Regions from separate parts of the Mus musculus genome. Here region 1 is linked to region 2. A link is a contact called in public Hi-C data. All regions are on one chromosome and are shown on one strand. Each heading gives the region's core, a stretch centred on a gene start, on an enhancer-like site or on the middle of the called end of the contact. The rest is flanking DNA. Distances are from core to core; before and after follow the strand shown. Region 1 holds the start of Septin2 (septin 2). Region 2 holds the start of Hdac4 (histone deacetylase 4).

Evidence for each region. A called contact is a pair of places that touch in the nucleus more often than the background predicts.
Region 1: a contact with region 2 is called in a Hi-C map of myocytes, with 9 times the contacts expected there. The contact joins the promoter of Septin2 here to the promoter of Hdac4 in region 2. A contact is called at or near these places in 1 of 39 promoter capture datasets (pre-B cells) and 1 of 484 Hi-C or Micro-C datasets (myocytes).

Annotation. Positions count from the first base shown.
Region 1 is chr1:93,475,695-93,480,915 of GRCm38.p6, reverse strand. It overlaps Septin2 (septin 2), which reads right to left and starts at 1,923. Exons shown (of 13, transcript NM_010891.2): 1 at 1,848-1,923. It also overlaps a transcript of Hdlbp not described here.
Region 2 is chr1:92,176,590-92,181,847 of GRCm38.p6, reverse strand. Hdac4 (histone deacetylase 4) reads left to right here and starts at 1,507. Exons shown (of 27, transcript NM_207225.2): 1 at 1,507-1,590.

The sequences.
Region 1 (5,221 bases), core at 674-3,173, 1.3 Mb before region 2:
CACTATCACCCAATTATGAGTCAAAAGATGACTAGGTGAACAAGACCCATTTTTGCAAGTGGCATTTATAATAATGGAATACTCAAAGGACCCATCATTCATGTACACAAATTTTTACATTTGTATACATTACCCCTAATCCCCAAAGACTCCTCAGTGTAGGATCCTGAAGAGCTTTTATCCAAAGAGCCTAGACTCTCTTGCCATTTAGATTTCTTAGATTTGAAGACTGTACAAGCACATTATGCAAGACAACACTCTTAATGGAGCTTGGAGCAGCAAGCCACAAACAAAGGGAGCTTAATTACATTCACGATTGATAATAGAGGGAGGCCCCACCTCCTTTCCCTAGGCTACCCAGCAAACCCAGAAGGAGAAGCTCTTGTTCTTTACTGACCTCTGGTGCTCTGTAAAGGGGGGGGGGGGGGGGACACTAGGTGGAAAAATGATAAAAAAGGATCAGGACAACTTTTAAAACTAAAAAAATCATCCCCAAAATTAGATATAGCAGCACACACTGACAGTTTGAATGCTGGGTATTGCAAAGAATTCCTGAATGGCAACTACCAGAAAAGCCATTGAAAATAAGGAGTCTCAAATTAGAAGCATCATGAAGAAACAGCCTTTATGACCTCTTCAAAACTCCTGTTTTTCCTTATGTTAACAAGACGGATTTTAAAAATGTATCTAAGATACTAAAACAATTTTCACTACTAAGGAAAAAAAAAAAAAAACAAAAAACCTAAGTTTTTTTTCTAGACAGGGTTTCTCTGTATAGCCCTGGCTGTCCTGGAACTCACTTTGTAGACCAGTCTGGCCTCGAACTCAGAAATCCATCTGCCTCTGCCTCCCAAGTGCTGGGATTAAAGGCGTGCGCCACCACGCCCGGTTGAAAACCTAAAACTTAAATCCCTTGATAGACAGTAGGGACCCCAATATTTGACGCCAGAGAAACACTTAAACCGTCTAAAGGATATCGAATCCAGTGAGAGTCCTAACTAATAACAAGCAGCGAACAGGAACTACACAACAGATAAACATTAGACAGAGAATGTTCGAGATTAACTGCGCTCCAGACACGAGGAGTAAACTGGGTTAAAACCAGCCATAGAGACCACAACGGTCTGAACTAGAAGTTCTATGTGTTGAAAGTCTGGAAACGTAGTACAGGACAAGGCAAGGCGCCACTAACAAATGAGGCCGGAAGATACAAAAGGGCCAGGCGTGGTCTGGGCCTGCGGTCCGCTTCAGAGTTAGACTTCATGGCTTCTCAGTCAAAGGCCTCCACTCCATGCTCCCTTTCCCGTGTCACTTACAGGGCTGCAGCCCTTTGTCTAGCGTCGCACTACCTCGGGGAAGGCCACAGCAGACAAACCACTCCATAACGCTCCTGTCACTGCCTTAAATTGGGGAACTTCATTAACATCCCAGGGTGACTAGTCCTTTTCATCCCTAGGACGAAATGGCACCGTTACGTGGGAAGATGGCCCCGCAAGTGCTTCGTAGATGTGAACCTAACGCCCGACTCTCCACCACATAGTATTTGGACTGTGCGCCATAACTTCACTGGGCCCAGCCACGCCCGCCCCAATGCCCTGGACCTGGCCAGCAGGATCACCCAGATGGGGGCCGCCCGTCCAGTTGTCCTCGAAGGGACGACGCCAGCCAGGCATCCATCGCTGGAGCCCCGGACTAAGGGTGCGGCCGCCCCTCCCCCACGCGCTCACTTCCGTACCCGTTATCACCGCCTAGGCGGCCCGGGCGAGGGCAGAACTCTAGCCCTTTCTCAGGACAGCCAGCTCAACTCGAGCCCGCGCGACAGTGGGTACACATTGCCACACACTTACCCGCTCACACGCCGGAGAACGCTCGTCAGGCGAGAGCACGGACCTGCCCCGCCCAGTAGAGCGCGCGCGAACAGATGGCGTCATCGCGCCGTCCCGCCCCTTGCCAACTCCTTCCTGGGCCCCGAGTAGTCCCCTCCTCCGCGGTTGCATGCAGAGCGCAAGCGTGGACGCGATCCTGCCGTCCGCCTCTGCGCAGGCGCTGTGCCCCTCCCACGGCGGTTGGCCATATAGAGGCTGGGGGCGGGGGGAGGTCAAGCGTAGCCTCTTCTCCTTTACCAAGATGGCGTCTTGTTCCTGTTTCGCCACAGTTCCTACCTTATGAGCTTGGATTCCTCACGCTAATAAAAGAGGAGCAGGTAACGAGATTCTCCGCTTTATGGGAAACTAGAGTTGTGGGAAGGATATTTACTAAGGAGGAATAAGGTGTCCATTGAGAGCGAGAGACGACCGGGGGCGGGCAGGTGGCAGCGTGAGTGCGGAGCAGTGAAGGGGAGGGAGCCCTTTGCCTCTATCCTTTCCTCCTGGAAGATGGCGGCAGCACCGAGCTAGGAACACCGAGCCGGGATAGGCGGGCGCTTGTGACTTGCCGGCGGGCATCTCTAGCCGCCTCTGCGGCCGTCTCTATGGCGGGCTGTCGTCCCGGGATTGGCTACGTGCTGGTCACGTGGGTCTCCCCCCCCCCATGCACACCATAGAGTGGTGCCTGTCCCTGGGGACGTGGCCTTCCTGTGTGGTCGTGAGCCCATGCCCCGCGGGGGAGGGCGGAGCCGGCACGGCCCCCTACCCTCTTTCAGACTGGGGCGGGCGGAGAGATCTGCGGCATGCCCTGCTCTCTGCGACCGGCTTGAAGCTGGCTGGGAAGGTGCAGTACTGGGCTGCGGCCTGGCTCGGGTTGTCCTTCCCTTCAATCGCAGGAGGTCCCCTGGCTGGTCAGCGATCGTAAACTCCTACCTTAGGCCTTTCACCAAGGCCTTTCTATAGGAAAACACCCTAGAGTACCTCCCCAGAGAAGAAACAGCAATCGCGCAACCCTAGTGGGTGATATGCACAGTGTCGGTATTCCGAACTGTTCTGACACATGCCTTGTTGTGAGGGAGTGGTTTTTTTGTGCGTTATTACTTTGAGTAAAGTATCCCAGTGCTCGAGGCTACACTGCATATCCTGTCTGAATTAGAAGATTGGAGGGTCGACTGGGCATGTGTTTGCATACGATATAACTGAACCAAAGGAGACTGTCTTGGGTTTTATTATCTTTACAGACAAGGATAAAGCATGGGGAAAATTGGAGGGTTATAATCTTCACTTACAACTTGGCTCGCCCTTCAGCTTTGGGTTTTGCTAGTCACCTTAAGCTCTCAAACAATGACTTCACATATTTGTTGGTGTCCATTTAAAGAGCCACTTTCTTAGTAACTTTCTGAAGCCCAGTTAAACCAGTCACAAAATTTTGTTTGAAGCTAGTAGTAGCTACAAGCTAAATTTCTATTATGGAATCGGGTGTGAATAGGAAAACACTGGGTGAAACCTATTGCTTAAGCTTACGTTTTGAAGATTTAAAGTACCCATAGGCTAAATTTGTTAATTATGTTAGCTATGGGGATACTTAAAAGCAGTCATTTAATGTAGCTCTAAAAGGGGCTTTGGGCTTTTGTTTTGTTTTTAAGTGAATTACTACTTATGGATTCAAAACAACTCTTAACCTATTATGACATCTTTAAACTTAGAGATAATGGAGCATATCTTTTCCAGTCTCAGAAATAGTATTTTTGAAAACCAGTTAAGTAATTTCCAATGGCACCCAAGCTTTGTTGGTAGCGTTGGTTAGAGGCCTGCACTGCTTAGACACTTACTTCATCTTGAGAATACCCGAAAGAGGCAGACAGGTCAGAATAGACAGGGACACACACAAGCAGATCCTTATTTTTTTCCTCTCTCTCTTGTGGGCAGGCCCACTTCTCAGTGGCCAAATAGGCTTTCAAGTACATTTCTTTTAGTTTTATTTTGACCTTCTAAATGTCTAATATCAGCCTAATAACCTCATTTCTTTAACATTAAAGAGCCGAGTGCCACACATGTTAGGGATTCTGGGGGTGCAGAGATAGAAAAACATCATTTTTCCCTTTTTTCTAGCTCTTTATGATTTCCTGTAGAAGATAACACTTGCGAAAGAAAGCTTATTTTGCAGGCTAATTTGTACCATAATGAGAGTATATAAAAGAAATAGAAAATAGACTATGATTACTTACTGCAAAGCCCATAGTGGAAATATGTAAAAGAGATAGGAAGTAGACTATGATTACTTGTTGAAAATCCTTCATAAAGAATGTGATTGTAAATCAGTAATCCAGCGCTTTGTATTGTGGAGTAATCAGCACTGTGTATTGAAAGATCAGGAGGTCAGTGTCAGCTCTTCTACATAGTGAGTTCAAGGTCTGCTTGACCTACAGGATACCCTGTCTCCCCGCTCCTCCCCCAAAAATATAATGGTCCTGAAACTGGAGTTTAAAGAATGATTACAGAGTATTTCCAGGTAGAGTTGGCAGGAAGGAGTGTTGTAAACAGAAAGAGTAGGGAAGGGAAGGTATAATATTATAGCCAATGGCATACAGCAAAAGGTTGAGAATTGGACAAACATATGGTTAACTTCTTGAATGGTAGAGGGCTTAGCTGAGATTGTATGAAGATGTCTTAATGGTGTATATTCAGTACCTTCTCAGTCTGACAGGTTGGACAGGATTATGACCATTGAGATGACCTATGATACTTTGTAAGATAGATTCTTCATTGCCAATATATGTATTTAGACAAATCTCACATAAAATAAAAAGCAACCTTTGAAAAGAAACAGCTACACACCAGAAATGGTAGAAGGTATGTGTCTATAATTCCAACACTTGGGAGGCTAATCAGGTAGATGTAGAGATTCAAGGCCAGCCTGGGCTACAGAGTATAACTATGCCTCCTAATACTTAACTTGATTCTAGAAGCTCTGTTAGCTCTGATGAACAGAAAGAGATGCAACACTCTTGATGAGTCGTGGCCACACTTAGTTCTTGTCCCAGGTTCTTTGAGACAGCGAAGGTGCTATGGCACTGGCATGGTCTGGTCTCTGTTGGCTTGGTTCCTATATCTCTCTCTTTCTTCATGGCTCTTGTGCTTTTTAGTGATAGCCTGTTGCATGATTCATAATAGACTGCAGTTGGATCTCCTTTCTGTGGCTCACACTGATCAGCTTACAGATAGCAAATTTAGCAAATGTTTGGAACCATTTCTATTGTATTGAGAAACTCCAAGTGGGCTGACAAACAGTGATTATCGGCCTTCTAAATCTCTGTCTTTTGGTGTCACTGATCTATGGGTGCCTTTGCTGACTT
Region 2 (5,258 bases), core at 258-2,757:
GAGGTCTAATCAGCACAGAGCAATACTCCCCCGACCCTGGAACCGAACCATATCATTTCAGAGTAACTGCATCTAAGATTATATTCCAGCACTTTCTCATGGCACTTTTGTTTAGGGTTGTCTTTACTCAGTACTCACCAAATCTGTGATTATTGCATGTCTTTATCCTTTCAAGTACTTCTGAACTTCATGTTTCATCTAAATGTTAGCAGGCTGCAGATCCTGCATTATTTTGTATGTAAATTTGGTAGTGTACTTTTCTATAAGCAGCTGCACTAGCACTCCTAAGTGCGGTCATTTTCTTCTGCTCTTTTCTATTCCACAATTCATCCCTTGGCTTCACAGCTGAGCTATCCTAGAGTATGAATTTCTCCCAGTGAATGAAGCTTTCTAACTCAGTATTACCTTGAGATAATGAAAAGAATCTATTGCTTCTTGCGAATTGTTTTACCTTCAATTTTCCCCCAGTCATGGAACAAAAATGCTATTAAATCTCTACTCAACTCCTATCAGGCAAGGCCTAGTAAATAGGTCAGCATCCTAGGTCAGGCCATGTAGGGTGGACCAGATGCTCTTGTCTTCGTTTTGGATGTGGGATTCTGGAAATATCATGGACACAGGATGAGAAATTGCACTACTCTCCTGATGAAAGGAAATGGACCCAAGGGAGCCAGAAGGATGGCCTTTCACGCCCATCCACATTCGTGAACGCCAATTATAGGCGCTTGGCCCAGGTCTAGAAGAACCTCAGAGAAGGGGTGGTCCCAACAAACCGGGACGCCGTGGCGGCGAACCAAGAATACACCTCCGCAACAGCAGCGGTCCCAGAACCCCCAGTTCCCACGGCCACGCAAGGCCCCACAGTCACAGCCGCACCCCCAAGCGGCGCGCCTGCCCCGGGGCAGGGCGGGGCCCGCCGCGCCTGCGCACTCCCTCTGGGCTCGGCGTCCCCCGCACGCAGCCCACGTGATCTGTGCCTTGCCTAAGATGGAGGTTGCCGCCAGGCCCGGCCGGGCCCTCGCCTTAGTCTGTGCTCTTCCGCGCCCCCTTAGAGCATGAGACAGGCGCTCAGGCACACTGTATTGACCCGGGCAGCGCCGCGGGCTGCCAAGGAGGTCTGTCCACGGCTTCAATCAGTTCGCGCACCAGCTCCCTGCTCTTTCTAAAACAGCAAAAGCTCTCAGAGCGGGCGCCTGGAGAGTCTTCGGTACGCCCCGCTCATTAGAATTGACAATGCTGGGAGCCAATGGGGTTTGGAACTTTTGAGAAGGGCGGACGAAGGCGGAGCCCCTTCGCAGCGCCCGCGAAGCGGGGCTGGCTGTTGGGCTATTGTGGGGCGGACTTAGGACTCTCGGACCAATGGAAGGGCGGCTGAATTCTTGGAGGCGGGGCCGAGCCGTAATTGACGCTTTCTTCATTAGAAACCAGGCAGGGGGCGGCGCCCACGGGGGGAGGTGACGCAAAGCCGTTGTAGCCAATGGCTGGTGGGCCGCCGACGGGAGGGGCGGGGCTGGGGCGCCTGACGGGCGTAGGGCGCGGCCTATCCCCGCGCGGCTCTGCGCTCGAGGGGGAGCAGCATCATGGTTCAACGTGGGTCAATTTTTTGTGAATGAGGAGGGGAGGTTGTGGGGCCGCTGCCGCGGAGCACCATCCCCGCCGCCGCCCGAGCCCGAGCCCGCGCGCCTGCTCGCGCCGCCGCCGCCGCGCCGCCTCACGCCCGGCCCGCTCAACGCGGCTGCTGTCGCCGTCGCCGCCCGAGCCCGCCCGCCCGCCGGCGGCGGCGCAGGCTGAGGAGATGCGGCTCGGAGCGCCGGAGCAGGGCTAGACGCGGCCCGCCGCCGCCGCGGTAAGCCACCGGCCGTCATTGTCCGCGCCGCCCGGTTGCTGGCGGCAGGTGGACGCCCGGCCCCGCCGAGGCCTCGGGGCCCTGCGCCGCGGGCTGGCGGGCGGGAGAGCGGCCTGCGCCGGCGGGCGGGCAGGTGGGCGCGCGGGGGCGGGGGCCGGGGCGTTTATGTAACTTTGTCAGCCTGTGAGTTTGCAGAAAACGCCCCTCGGCGGCGGCGGGCGGCGGGGCGGGGGCCGCGGCCGGGCCCGGACCGTCGCTGGGCTGGCGAGGAGCTGCGCTAGCCCCGGAGACGACCGGTGTCCACCCTGAGCGAGGGTTCCGAAGGCACAGCTTGTAGCTCACACAGCGGGAGTCGGTCGGAAAGGCCGGGTGTGGAACCCGTGTTCTCCTTTAATGCACACCGAGAATTTGTTAATAACTTGCAGCCGCTGATAGCAGTGTTTTGGTTATTGCATGCTGTAAATTGACCTGCTGTGACACGATTTTCAAATAAAGCGTCGCAGAAATTAAACTTAAGTTATTTTAGAACTAATGACTTTCTTAACTAAATCCTAATTGCATTACTGTAGAGACCTACCTAATTGCTTTCCGAGAGCCACTCTGCCTGCCCGGGGAGGAAGGAAAGGCCTGTGTAGTCACTTTGCCTCCCTGCTTTTCTCTGCTCAGGCTTTTCTGTCTGTTCCCACAAACCACCTAAGCATTTAAGGCCTGCGAGTATTAACGTGTAAACAGCCATGGCCCTGTCGCACTTTGGGGCTAGGGGGATGCTGGCGGCTTGCACCTTGACCTGGTTTCGGTTTTTCCTCCGTGATATGATCGAGGTTGCCAGGAGTTTTAATTGCTTCTGATAATTCCGTGCATTATTTCAGGACCGGCTTGATGAAAGCTAGTGTAGTGGTTTCAAAATCCACCCAGAAAGAAGGTGATGGTGGTGGTGGTGGTGTAGGTAGGTGTAGTGCTTGTGGAGAGGCAAGGAGGTTGAATTAAGAAAACTCAGCTGCTTGTACACAAATATACACTATAGCAGTTACAAGGCAGCAAAAGTTATTGCAGAATTTTGCAGTCACTATGGCAACACAATTACTCCATTATAATTGGAAATGCAAAATGCCACCCAGTTAGAAGTTTCATCAGGATGGAGTTTTGGATATCAAAAAATATGTGAGATTTAGTTAAAAATTCTCATTTTTTTCCCCCAGGTAGCTTTGCAGCTCTAGTCTAGGTTCAATTGTCTATTTTTAAGACCCATCCGCTTTCCCAGATCTGCCACTCCTCGGGATCTGTGGCATCTTTCCCCAGAAGAACTCCCCGTTTGTGTGGGAGGGAAGTATTTTCATGCTTTAAAAACACACACCCGACACACTGTAAGACTTCTATGGTTTTCTGTGTTCTGGCTTTTCTTTTAAAGATCAAATGCCTTCCTGAAGAGCAGTAATCACCCAGAAGAGGCTGGGTTTGCTAGAAGGCAGAGGTAACACTGCCCCCTTTAGGGGTCTGCAGGCTGCTTACAGGGTATCTGGGAGCCCTGTGGGGGAGAAGAATGACTGTGAACTGCAGACGGGGCCTGGATAGCCTAGAGACCAAGGACAGATGTGACCTAAGCAGCCCTAGCAAGAATGTCTGTGGTTAGCAACATCAGAGAGCTGTGCAACATATAAAGCCCCCAGATGGCACCTTCTCAGAAGCTAGGGGCTGCTGCTGGTGAGGTGGGCAAGAGAACATAGCACTCTATCTTCCTGGGGCTCCTGGCTCCTAGCTTGACTTTGCTTTCAAACCTGTGTTAGGAGGATGTCCCTCTTGATGTTTACCAGAAGAGCTCTGGTGCTGGAAGTTTCCACACGTCGTGGGGCTGCTGCAGCTTAATTTCGTTAGAACTCTTTCCTTTTAACTACTGCATATTTTTGCCCAGTAATCGACTTCCATTTTCCAGCCTCATTGTGAGGTTTCAATGCAGCATGAACGGCTTTGAATTCCAATCCTTTGATGTTGGGGGTGGCACCAAAGGAAAGGCGACTTTGTGCCGTCCTAATTGCCAGAGCAGAAGAAAATTTCATCACTCCTGTCAAGCCTTGTCCATGCCATTTTCTATTGAAAACGGCTGGTTTTTCAGAACTCTGAAGCTGCCATAAGTAATACATTAATACCTGATGTAGGGAGCCAGGGAGATGCAGAAATGAGAGACACCTGCTGCACGGGAAGATTGGGGTGGCGTGGGGGGGCTCAGTCCCAGGACCAGGGCTTTTGATGTCTCTGGGCCCTGGGGTGACTATGCAGGCTTCAGAGGGTGAATCCAGAGTTGAGCTCATGTCCCATTGGTTGTAACCCAGTCTTGGGGTAGGGGCCCCAAAGAGATTTTTGGAGTGGCTTTGTCTTGGTCTCCAGTGACCATCCAGTGTCCTGCTGCTCAGCCAACTCTGGGCCTTAAGTGTGACACTGACCTTTGAGGTGCAGGTGACGGAGGGGGGCAGAATCAGAAGTGCTGCTGCATTTGAACAGACCCTAGTCCATTTCTGCAGAGTGCTCTGAGCTGTCAGGAGGTCAGTTGTTTGCTCTTGGGCTCATGTGAGTGAGCAGGATGGGCTTTGTTTAGGGTGGAATGTGGTCTGGCATCTGCAGCTGCTCTTGGCTTTGCTGCTGCCCTTGCCTCTCAGACATGCCTCCGTACTTCCTGAAAGGCCAGACTGGGGTCCACACAAATGGACCCCACTGAGACCCTCCATGTAACTGGACCCGGTTAGAACACTGTAAGGTCCTGAGTAGATGAGAGTGTCTTCCTTCCCTGGATCAGGAGATTACACAAGTCAGTAGCAGATGTTTAAATGAGCACCCAGTAAGAGCCATGGGCCATTCTTTGAGCACTTTCCATCTTCGTCTCCTCTATTGCTCCCACAGCTACAAGAAATAGGTGATGCTACACACCCTTGATAGCAGGGATGTGAGAGGAATGGCAGCCTTGAGTCCCAAAGGCTGAGCCTTTCTTTACCTCTGCTTTGGGCCCAGGATGAGCCTGTGTGGAAGGTTAGTGTTATTGAGTTGTTTGGAAGAGCACAGCTACTTTGAGAAGATAATTTGGAATACTTTCCCAGTATGGTGTTAGGTTGTCTGCCCTTCTGAGCTGTCACCGCTCTGGGTTTCATTTGAGTCAGAAAAGTGACTTTAATGTCTTCGTTGTGCCTTCTGTGTAATGTTGAAAGGCTCTGGGTTCTATCTATCCCGAGTATCACAGAAATCAGAGCAGTCCAGTTGGCTGGTGGTTGTTACAGCCTGTTCTTGCTTGCTTGAGTCTTGAGAAGTTCCAAGGCTGTGCAAGCAGGCGGTGATTGGCAGCAGACAGCCTATGGTCTGTGCCCATTTCTCAGAGCTGCTTAGTGCTACTGGTAGTCTTACTTACATGGGAAATTTTTATTGGAAG